3 separate regions of the Gossypium arboreum genome follow, and all the other regions are linked to region 3. A link is a contact called in public Hi-C data. All regions are on one chromosome and are shown on one strand. The core of a region is the stretch at or near the end of the contact, and the rest is flanking DNA. Distances in the headings are between cores, read along the strand shown.

The links. A called contact is a pair of places that touch in the nucleus more often than the background predicts.
Region 1: a Hi-C map of leaf shows a contact between it and region 3, with 3 times the contacts expected there. The contact joins the promoter of LOC108488546 here to the promoter of LOC108460553 in region 3. A contact is called at or near these places in 2 of 5 Hi-C or Micro-C datasets (both in leaf).
Region 2: a Hi-C map of leaf shows a contact between it and region 3, with 7 times the contacts expected there. The contact joins the promoter of LOC108450020 here to the promoter of LOC108460553 in region 3. A contact is called at or near these places in 2 of 5 Hi-C or Micro-C datasets (both in leaf).

What each region holds. Positions count from the first base shown.
Region 1 is chr10:103,201,438-103,205,664 of ASM2569848v2, forward strand. It overlaps LOC108488546 (probable serine/threonine-protein kinase PBL2), which reads left to right and starts at 2,048. Exons shown (of 8, transcript XM_053020622.1): 1 at 2,048-2,241; 2 at 2,907-3,354; 3 at 3,438-3,670; 4 at 4,017-4,143; 5 at 4,217-4,227. The coding sequence starts at 3,207.
Region 2 is chr10:102,604,411-102,608,052 of ASM2569848v2, forward strand. It overlaps LOC108450020 (serine/threonine-protein kinase PBL27), which reads right to left and starts at 1,876. Exons shown (of 6, transcript XM_053020213.1): 1 at 1,765-1,876; 2 at 1,282-1,384; 3 at 217-416; 4 at 1-58.
Region 3 is chr10:102,919,780-102,923,397 of ASM2569848v2, forward strand. LOC108460553 (anaphase-promoting complex subunit 7) reads right to left here and starts at 2,217. Exons shown (of 19, transcript XM_017760117.2): 1 at 2,024-2,217; 2 at 1,853-1,921; 3 at 1,737-1,762; 4 at 1,714-1,735; 5 at 1,100-1,237; 6 at 947-1,009; 7 at 633-748; 8 at 390-474. The coding sequence starts at 2,092.

The DNA.
Region 1 (4,227 bases), core at 798-3,297, 280 kb after region 3:
AATACGAGTCTAAATCAAGTTATGAAATCATTTATTATTCTGAAACTTTTAAAATAGAAACAAATTAAGAAGACAACGAAGAGCTGCTCACTTTTTAAAAGAAACTATCGGTGGTCGGTGGTATTTCAACGATGATAGGCACCAATATCTGTCCATCACGAGTTATAAAGACAATAAAGACACTCACAAAATAGATCTGCAAACTGAAAAGAGAGAAAACTCATTGAGTGGATGAAAAGAAGAAAAAAAAATGGTTGATGAGTAGGAAATAAAGGCAAACGGTAACTAGCCCAGAAACTAACAATTGTGTTTGTTAATTTTTAATGTTATATAATAAGAAATCTATTGAAAATGAACTGATTTTTATCAATTTATCCTTTTTAAGATAATTGATCAATTATGGACAAAAATGTTGCATTTACCATTCCCAATTCATGAAGCAAATTTCTATTTTCGACTTTGGTTGGGTTTTTTTTTCTTCTTTTCAATTTAATAGCAGAAGATATTTTTCTTCCTTTTTTTCCATTTATGAACGGGAAAGAAGTCTTGCAAAACATAAGACATGAAGCTTTTTAATACCAACATGATTTGTTTTTCGTTTGTAATGATTTATGTTTAAGGTTACAAATTAACTAACTTTTTTCTGAAAATTTCTGAAACTCCCCCACAACTTTTTTTCTGACATGATTACTTTTACATTTGTCATTTTCTTGTTCACTGGGTGTTTCCTTTTCTTGCTGTTTGGATTGAGAAAATTTTGTTCAATCTGTAAAAAAAAAAAAAAAAAGAAATGAAGAGATAAATTATATGTGTTCTTTATCATAGCTAAAAAGTTTGAATTTATAGGATTGAAGAGTTCAAATACAAATTTTTATTTAATTTATATTTAGATTTTAATTGTTCCATACATTCACTTCTAAAATGTGATATTCGCTGATTAAGTCTTAACTTAATTAGTATGAGCATTGTTATTAATAAATTATTAAAAAAAAAAAGTGATATCCAATAGATTTAGAGATTCTTTAATCTAATGTATAAGAATTAATTTGCCAATTTTTTAGTAGAAATGACAAAATATAATCCAATTCTTTGTACAGTAATCTCCACAGTACTTCTACCCATATGCAATCTGTTCTTTTATTTGCAGACAGAGACTTGTTTTATAGAAGAAAATAAATCTGAATCAAAGCAACCCAAGAACAGTTGAGTCTTAAAACTGTTTACCATGATATTTTAAGGACCACAAGAAGTATAATTGTATCACCAGGTACTGACTTGTTTCATATAATTGTATCACCAGGTACTGACTTGTTTCATCATATAATTATATATTAAAGAACCATACCTAAAATGGTCCCTTGTAGCAGATCTTATTGCCAATCCATGGCTCACATGTAATCATCATGCAAATCTCTCCCTCTGTTAAACCAGAACCGACATTTAGACGGAAAACCTGATAACGGGTCCAGATTAACGAAGTAGTTTTAAAAGGAACCTATTCGGGTCCAAATTGGTCCATATTGCTCGGATCCTTCATTTTTGTAACGTCCCCCCTCATATGGTAAGAAAAATATCAGACAACGATGAACGAACGTTACCATTTTGGGAACGGATAAGACGTTCACACTAAGAATCCGAGTAACATAGGATAAGAACCATTGCATAAAGGCAATACACTTATATCAAAAAGCTTGCTAAAGGCCAATGTCTGAGACAACAAATTGAAACAATATCTTTGTAGTGAGAAATCTATAGCAATGTCTAACAAAAAAGAACTCTTTGTCCACAGTCTATTATCTGACATTGGCCTATTTGTACTCAGCATACCAAAAACCTGCAGAAAACAGACAATTTCATTCAACCAATCTCCATAGGCCTTCAAACCCAATACAAAACACAACAAATACATGAAAAAGAACAAAATAAATAAATAAGAGAGAAAAAAACATATATATACAGCTCAAAACGCATCCCCACCATTGATCACAGCTCAACAATATGCAAAAGCAATAAATACATACAAAAGCAGGCAAGTATAAAAGGAGATAATCAACATAACTGGTTTTGGCAGAGCTGTTAATATAAATATGCAGCATTTCAAGAAAAAAAAAATCAAAGAGAATATCCAGGCATGGAAACTGAGGAGCCAGTTATACTTTTTCGCTGGGGCAATGTCTTGTTTGTGCAGCTGTCAATGACCCCATCAATGGAAGACTCTTCAATCTCTCTCTACTAAAATAGGTATCCCCCTCTTGTCCTTTCCAGATCAGATAGAAAAAAGAGGCAAAAAAGAAGGTTTAAATAGTTAAATCACTGAAGAGACTTGTATTTGATACACTGATATGATATAAGTGATAACTAACCTTTTTTTTTCATCCCCCTTCAATAATTATGTCTTCCAGTACCTGTCTAATAAAGTCACTTTCTTATCTGTAAACATCCACTCTGTAAAATCAAAATATTTACAGTTTGCATATTAACAGTTCCCATATATGCTTACATTTTTACTTCTGGGGTCCATTGATGTCCACCGTCTCTTTTGGTTGACAGCAAGTTCTTGCCATAGATTAAACCTCTTGTTTCAGCTTTTTGTTTGAGTTGCAGAGTTTTGAGTGTTATGAGAATCAATGCCAAATATATAACAACAATAATCCCATCAGCAATAAGTCTATAGGGCAATAACTTCTGGTTTCGAGATTTTTATATTTGTTTTTGTGGATCATCCTCCACTCCCACAAAACCAAAAAGGTTTAGGCAAAAAAAAAAGAAAGGGTTGTTAAGGACAGGATGATCTTCAGTGACATGCCTTTTCCATTGTCACTTTGATGAGCTGCTTAACATTGAAATCAAATGTGGGTACTTTGAAAGCAAATGAGTTGTCTAATGATCTCTTATTCAATTTTCAGCAGCATTGAATCTCACCAAACATTAGTTTCCCAAGTTTTGTTACTTAAGATCATCCAATTTGCTTTCTGAATGCTTGTCGCTACCGAATGTACTATCGCCATTGCTCAATTGCCTACATCAATAAAGGAAGTTCAGTCATAAGGACCACTTGGTCTCTGGTTCCTGCAGCAGGTAATGAATGTTGAATTCTTAATTTTGAAACTCTTCAATTTCACAATTCTATTGTTCTTAAATATCACAGATTCAACTGATAATTTTATGGTTCTTAAGTATCACAAATTCAATGATAAGTAAGGAAGATGTCAAAGATTGCAGTGATAATTATTGTAGCTGCGGGGGCTCTTGTATTCGTCATTGTAATCATGGGATTCATTTGGTTTTACAAATCATGTAAGAACTTTTCAAAAAGAAGTTCAGAGACTGGCTCCTCAGATCCTTCTGCATTAAGTAAGGGTTCACTGCAACAAACTTGCAGAAACCATAGTGTTTAATGCTTGATATTTTTACTAACTATGGCTCCAACACTGCAGTGGAGTGGAATAAAGGAGCTGGGCCCAGTTCATCAGCTAGCCAGTCTTTATTTGAACCTCAAGGAGCAAGGCAATTCAGACTAGAAGAGTTGGACCAAGCTACCAAGCATTTCTCAGATGGTAATCTTATTGGATTTGGAAGTTTCGGTCCGGTCTATAAAGGTTGGCTTCATGGCATTGTTGTGGCTATCAAAAGACATCCAGGGGCTCCTCGAGAGGAGTTCATTGCAGGGGTATAACCAGTTCTTCTAACTTATATAGCTCATATCTGATAGATATCTATGTCAAGTACATTACAACTCGGAAATCCCTCACCTCTATGAAATGCTTTAACTTTTTCTTTATGTCAACAATTAGCTCCAAAAAGTCATTTTCCAGGTAAAAATGTAAGTTGGTTGGTATTTATGAATATGTTACTTGCAGACACTTCCTGAAGATAATTTTGACTGTCAATGCTTCTTTTACCTTTTTCCCACTTGAAACATCTGACTGTACAATAAAGAATCTCAAAATTATGCCTCTAATGGCTCCAATCTCAGGCAATTCATATAGAAATTGACATATTAGAGTCTCGAACAGGTAAAGTATCTGTCAGAGATTCGACATCGGAATTTGGTTACTCTTCTAGGCTACTGTCAAGAAAGTGGATCTCAAATGTTGATATATGAATGTATACCTAATGGAAGCATCTGCAATCATCTTTATGGTATGACTCATTAACAGCATAGATTTTTCATGATCATCGAAGCAAGACATTACATTCATCCGGGTTTTGGCAGATACCGGACGA
Region 2 (3,642 bases), core at 626-3,125, 320 kb before region 3:
CAAGAAATTCTCTATTTCCTTGAAGGCCATTTCTATCAAGCTGTTTGACAGCAACTACCTGCAAACATAAAACAAGTATTATTATAGCATATGATTTGCATCCTAGACGCCTGTAATTCAACATAAACAGTAAAAGTGCAATAATGTGCTTTATAACTTAAGAACATGTTTAAAGCACAGTGTCGTTGACATCTATTAGAAGTATCTCTTACAGACCTGTCCAGTACTCTCCAAGCGGCCCTTATAAACACGTCCAAACCCCCCTTCTCCTAATAGACATTCTGGCCTAAAGTTCTTCGTGGCAGCAGCAAGCTCTCGGAAGGTAAATGTTTGTGCTGCAATATTTGCTGTTGGTCCATCTTTAGGTACTGCAGGTTCCTTCTTAGGATCAGAAACACTCCGAGATTTTGATTTGTCTGTTCAAAGAAGTGAATCAGATACATCGGAGAAAATGAAAGGATGACAGTAAACAATAGAACTATTACAATTAAAAGGGAAAAAGAAAAGTTAAAAAGCTGCATTCCAGTAATTGTGGCATAAAGTGAACATAAGAGCTCAATGCAAGTTTAAACTTTCAACCGCAAGAAAACTAAGTCACCTTGAAATAAAGATTGAACCTTTTATAACATTAGAATTGTGTAATATACTTCTTCAATAGAATACCAAGTCCGAGATGAATGTAAACAGTTGTGAATTCATGACTTAGAAACTGCATTTTACATTCTAAAAGGAATATAGGAGACAGTTAAAATGAATTTACTAGCATTTAGTCTATGTTAGCTTAATGATTGTGGATGAACAAGAATTTTAAAGAAAATGAGAAAATCTGCATTCCTAAACCTAAAACCAGACTTACGAACTATGTAGCCTGGATTCTTCATTCTTCTTTGAGTACCCTTTTGCAACACATGGATATGAATATATGACCTCCAAATATATGAAAAAAATTTGTAAATTCTAACCATACTTGTGCAAGATACATACCTATATTGGGCAGTCACGAAGCCCTTCATCTAAGTAGAATTCAAACTATTTTACCAACAAAAGAATAACTAACTATTAATTCATATAAACACTCAAAGATATATTGATAAACCATCTAAATCGATCAAACACCCTAAAACAACCATTGATGTATCAGATCAAACCACCAACATATTCTAACAGCTAAATGTCATCGAAAACTTGAAAACAAACTCATAAAAAACAGAGATTTCAACATTCTCCAGCTGCTGCATAAAACAGAGTGAAATTTGGGTAAGAAAAAGAAAAACATTTTACCAGAATTAACTCTGTTAACATGATGAGGCTGTCCAACTGAGCTGTCTTTAGTTGAATCCTTTTTGCTCAGTTCTTTCACACTGCCCCCACCATTACTGCCTGCCTTGTTCGATGATCCAAAACAAGGAAAACACCCACCCATAATCAAAACCCAGAATAAAAAAAAAAAAACCCAAGATTGAATATAATTCTTCAAAATTTACTCCACTTAACCAAATAAAAATTTCCCCTTAAAGTTACAATCTTTAAAAATCCTTATTTTCCCACTTCAAATCCTGTCTTTATGATCTCAAGTGCCCATTTAAGACAAAGATCGAGACCAAAGTGGCAGATCAACAAATGGAAGAAAGAAAAAGAATCATGGTGTGCAAGAAAATCAGGAAGGTAAAGAGAAAGAAAAGAAAAAATAATTTAATGGGAAGTATAAATTATGCAGTAATTAAGAGATTAGCGGCCATGACTCGTATTATTACTTTTACTTACTTGAGGTTTACCGTTGGTGAGTGTTTGAAAAGGGTAAAAGTAAAACTTATCTCATTCAAATAATCATGATTATTAGACTTAATTTAATAATAGTCATAGCGGTTGGAGGGTCCCACCGTAGAGGATGTGGTTTCCACAATTGTGATGGACATTCTCAACACCAGTTTAAAAAATCAAAAATCGGGGGTCCGCCTGTTTTATTTAAATTGAAAGAAAAAGGATGGGCTAAATCGCGAATCTAAGTATGATTACCTTGATTTTTGTGTTTTAACTTTTTTTGAATTTTGAGTCGTTGGATTTAGGTGGTGATGTCATCATCCTATTTATTTTACTTTTCAATGGATTCCGGTTTTACAATTTTTTTAATATAAAATCTTAATTTATATTTATATTAATAATATTATTGGTTGAATTGACGTGAAAAATTATAAATAAATTTTTTTTTTTAGCTTTGGTTCAATTTCTAAATATTTTAGTTTTAATTGTTTTATTTAAATATTTTATTATATAAATAATGTATATAATCAAGTTAGATTCAAATTAGCTGGTAGTACTAACTTAATTAATCAGATATAAAAGCCACACCACATTAGGTTAGTAATTTCATTTAAATAAAACTATATCCATTATTTCTCTCTTTCAACAAAGACGATGTGTAAGTTACCTAATTTCTCCTTTAATTTTTACTCTCTTATTATTATTATTATTATCTGAAACTACGACCTTTTGTTTTCCTTTTTATCCATTCTAATAAATAACCTTCCAAAATAACTATTTATCTAAAAAAACATAGTTTATTTTAACAAATTACGTTTAAAATATAACTACTAAAAATTCGTTTTTCTAAGAAATATCAAGATTTTAAATCTATGAAAATAACCAGCTTCAACATCACTTCAATTTTATCATTTTAATCAAATTCCACATTTATTTTTTATAATATAATTTTAAGAATTCATGTTTTGGTTAAAATAGTAAAGTTGAAGATTTAAATTCCATGTTTCTTTGATTCAAATCTTATTCTATGTAAAATTTTTTATTGATTTATAAAATATAATGTTTAAACATATTGTTAGCCCTCAGATTTGATAACATTTGAGATTTAATACATGTACTTAAAAGTTAAAATTAAGTCTTCATGTTTTTATAATTTTAAAATCCTAGTCCAATCATTAACATTGTTAGCATTTTTTTCAAAACTTTTTCAACTCGGCATATTAATTAGGTTGTCCTCATATGACGTGATATATGATCAACGAAAAATAAACATATTAGTTTGACAAATTCTTATAGAAGCTATCAACAATAATAATGATCGGACTAAAATTTTAAATTAAAAATAAAATGATAGAATTTTTAACTTTTAAAATTCATGACTAAATCTCAAATTCTATAGAAGTATAAGGATTAATAACACATTTTAACCAAAATATAAAAAGATAAAAATACACTCATAATAATACAATTCACTTTATGAAAAGATTGAATTTTTAACCATCTCGTAAATAAACTAAGACCCAATTGATGAACAAAATTGACCAATGAAAAACATTTTTTTTTGGTACAAGTAACCATTATTGTAATACATATTTATGTTTTTCCTACTCAAATTATATACTAGATTACTTTACATTCTCTAAGTTGATAAATAAATTGGAGAGCTATTTATTTTGGTGTCAAATTTTCAATATTGATAATATTGAGAGTATAAGCGGAGATGAGAAAATGAACTAGTTTCAAATTTTTATCGCTTGTTAACTTTTATAGACATGAGACTTACATAAGCAGTGGCTGAGTTAGGGTGCTTACACGGGCTCGGCTCGACTCCTCCATGGAGAAATCTTTATCTAATATTTTATAATTTATAAAATTTTAAAT
Region 3 (3,618 bases), core at 967-3,466:
AAAAAGATTTAAGACAAAAGGAAAATCTCCTGTTCAAGGTGCTTAGTGCACTATAAATTGCAGCTCTCGAAGTCAAATAACAAATTAGACTGCACTAAAAATGTAAATCAACTTTTATTTATGAATATAATTGGCTAAATGACTATATCCATGCAACTTGGCCAACATATTACACGTGAAAAACTTTCAAGTTTATCAATAAGACTATCGGCAGCCTGCATGAGGATGACAAATCCATAAACATAGTGCCCAATTTGAACCCTTAAATACCTCACAATAAAAGCCCTATGGGAATTCAACGAGATCTAACAGCAAAGAAAAAGCACATCATACATACTTGTTTAGCAGACCAGAGATAGGGACAGGGCATGAAACTTAAATTCACATACCTGAGGGAACAACGAAATTATGTCTTTGGCACTGGCCCCTAATTCAGCCAAGGCTATGATAGCCTCAATGACATAAGGACATTGCCTGCCAAAGAATAATCCAAAAGACACATGCTTTCGGAAAGTTAGCACCAGTTTTAATGAATAACAGCAAAAACAAAGAGACAAGCAATAACAATTAAAGATATCATCCACAAAGCATGAAGAAAATATCAAGAAAATAGGAATGACAGATTGACAAACCTTAAACATTCCCTGTAACAAGTAACAGCACCACGGGTATGTTTAGTATTTCGATAAAGCTTTGCCATCAATAAACTCATCTGCAAATTTCTTGCTTTGCTAGGAATTCCCTCCATCTGCAAGCTCAAAGTAATGAAAAATGAAAATTTCACAAAAATAAGTGGAAAAAGAAGTACAAGAAGCTGAAAAAAGAATAGACTTTAAATCAAACTTCATTAAACGAAAACTTATTCATCCAAAATACACTCTCCAAGAAAGCAAGTCAAGAGTAATAATCAAACAGAGAAACAAAGTAAATTAGAAACGAATAAAACCTCAACAAGGGCCACTTTGTTTTCACTTAGAGCAAAATGACAAGAAGCAATTTTGAACTTCACCTGTAATGGAGAATCAAACAGAACTGCAATAAGCATTTCAGCTTGCAAGAAAAAGTGAAGATCTCAAAGTTAATTCAAAATAGAAAATACCTCGTTTTCATTTATAGCACAAATGTTAAAAGAATTTGGAGAAGAGGACCTGTTTGAGGCAGACAATGCACTTCTAGAAGATGTAGAATTTTGCTTGGGAATAATCTTATAATACTGCAAGGCTTGCTTGTACGTATGCTGAAAGCATGCAGGAAAAAATGCCAAAAAGATTAAAACAACAATTTTTCCTTTGTCTACCGATCTCTGAATATCAAAGTATTTCAGCGCATGAATCACACTTTCTAACTAAATCCTTTTCAAATACAAATCCGCATGCCAATTTTACCAAACTTTCATAACAAATTCACTTAACTTTTCCCAAGACAACTATGTAAAAAGCTCAAAAATCCATTTTAGAAGGAAAAAAATAAGACATAAAATAGATATAAAGATGAATTAAATGTAACTATTAAAAACTTAACAAAAATATTTTTTTAGAAAACTAGCAGCGCATTTATATTTCATACCAAATCTTTTCAACTACGGTGAATGAATTAAGCAATTCTACAAATACAATTAACTGATTTTGTTCTGATTATTCTAAAAGTGTCTATTTATGTTCTTTTTTTTTTCCAGAAAATCACATGAAAAAATTGTTAAAAAAAAGAGCTTACAATCGCTCTACGATACTCTCTCCCGAAACAAAGCATCGCCAAGAAGAACCTGCAGAAATAAACAAAAAAAATATATATGAAAAAGAAATTTGAAAACTCATTTTTAATAAAAAAAGTAAAAATAGAATAAAATAGTGACCAGATTTTCAGCCTTGAGATGTGGACTAGTTTCGGCATTAACAGTAGATGATGAAACAAGGAAAGAACCCTATAGGAACCAAACAAAAAAAAAATATTAATCAATTAGAGAAAATTTAAGTTAGGTTTATTTTAATCATAAAAATTAATACATGGAAAAAGAAAAGATTACAAGAAGCTGAGCGGAGTTAAAGAGAGCATTGTCGAGAAGAGCAGTGATTTGCTCCTTTGGGACGTCCATTTTCGAGAGCTGCAAAAACAGTGAGGCTCTGTTTAGGGAGTTCTCTTCCTTTCTTTCCTTTTTTTTTTTTTTTTCGTTTTTCTGTTCCAAATGACAAAAAGTAAATTACAGTATTTAATTTTAATTGAAATTTTGCCCGAAACAACCCGCCCCGGCTTTTGAATTTGTAAAACCCCGCTTTTGCACCTGAACATATAAAATTTGGACTAAATATTTGGCATATGTTACAATTTAGCCCCTGAATTTTATATTCCAGTCTTTAATTTTTATTGTCTTGCTTTAATATTTTAAATTATTATTCCGTTATAAATTTTAATTCGAAAATTAACAATGTTAAATGAAAATAATCTACAATATCTTACTATGTGGCAGAGAGAATGTCTGGTAGAATGTATACACGGGTAAACAGTGATCTTCACCTCAAAATGATAAATATATTTTTAGTTCCTTTAAAGTTTATAAACTTATAAGTTATTAAATGATAAAATTATAATTTAATTCTTAAAACTTATGATTAATCTCTGGCTCTTCTAAATTTACTTTCTAGTTTCGTCCTGTTACGTGACACTTAATATATTATCTAAAATTATATTTAATTAAATGAAAATAAAAATATTATTTTTAACTCTTCCCTTGTTCTCTCTCACACAAACAGTGAGCACGACAGTTAGAATTGTTGCTACAGACATCAAAACCTTGATGTTCAATGGTGTGTAGATGAAAATCTCTCCATTGTAGCAAACATCCCTCGGAGCTTTTGTCACAGCAAAACTGGTAAAGAATCTTTTAACCCCCGTCCCTACCCATTTGTCTTCTCCAAGAATGACAAACATATATATATATCGATATGATAGGGGTGTATGAGCTAAACGCATTTTGGTGATGAAGCCTTTTAGGCTTATGAATCATATAACTATATAGAATTTTAATCTTTCTGTTTTTTTCACATTATTTTGGCTTAAATACCCATTTGCCCCCTGAATTTAACATATTCTTCCAATTTGATACTTATAGTTTTTCTTGTCCCAACTTAGTACTTGAACTTTTTTCCGTCAACCATTTTAGTATTTTTTTTTTTGTAACGTCGTTAAGTTTGGATATGTGTTACTCTACAATTGCGACACATGTCACTAATGACAATATTTTTTTAAAAAATCTAAAAATTATACAATATTTAAAAATTTCAAATATATAAAATAAAAAGCCTAATATTCTAACACATGATAAAAAAAAATGTTTAACACCCTTTACCCATTCCGACAATCGGTATTAATAGAAGATGTTATGATAACACTTTCAAATTTGTACAAAATCGGACCTTTATACTAGTAGCTTTTTCATCACGTATTATTGTTCTATAAAACAAGTTTACCACATCTAGAATATTTAGATATGATCTAAAATCATTTTAGGCCATCAAATGCACATAAAAATCGATCTGAAGCACATAACATAGCGAAAGTCTTAAAATCATTTGAAAAAATCAAATTGAAACAATTTAATAAAATCATAAAATTTAGTTAAAA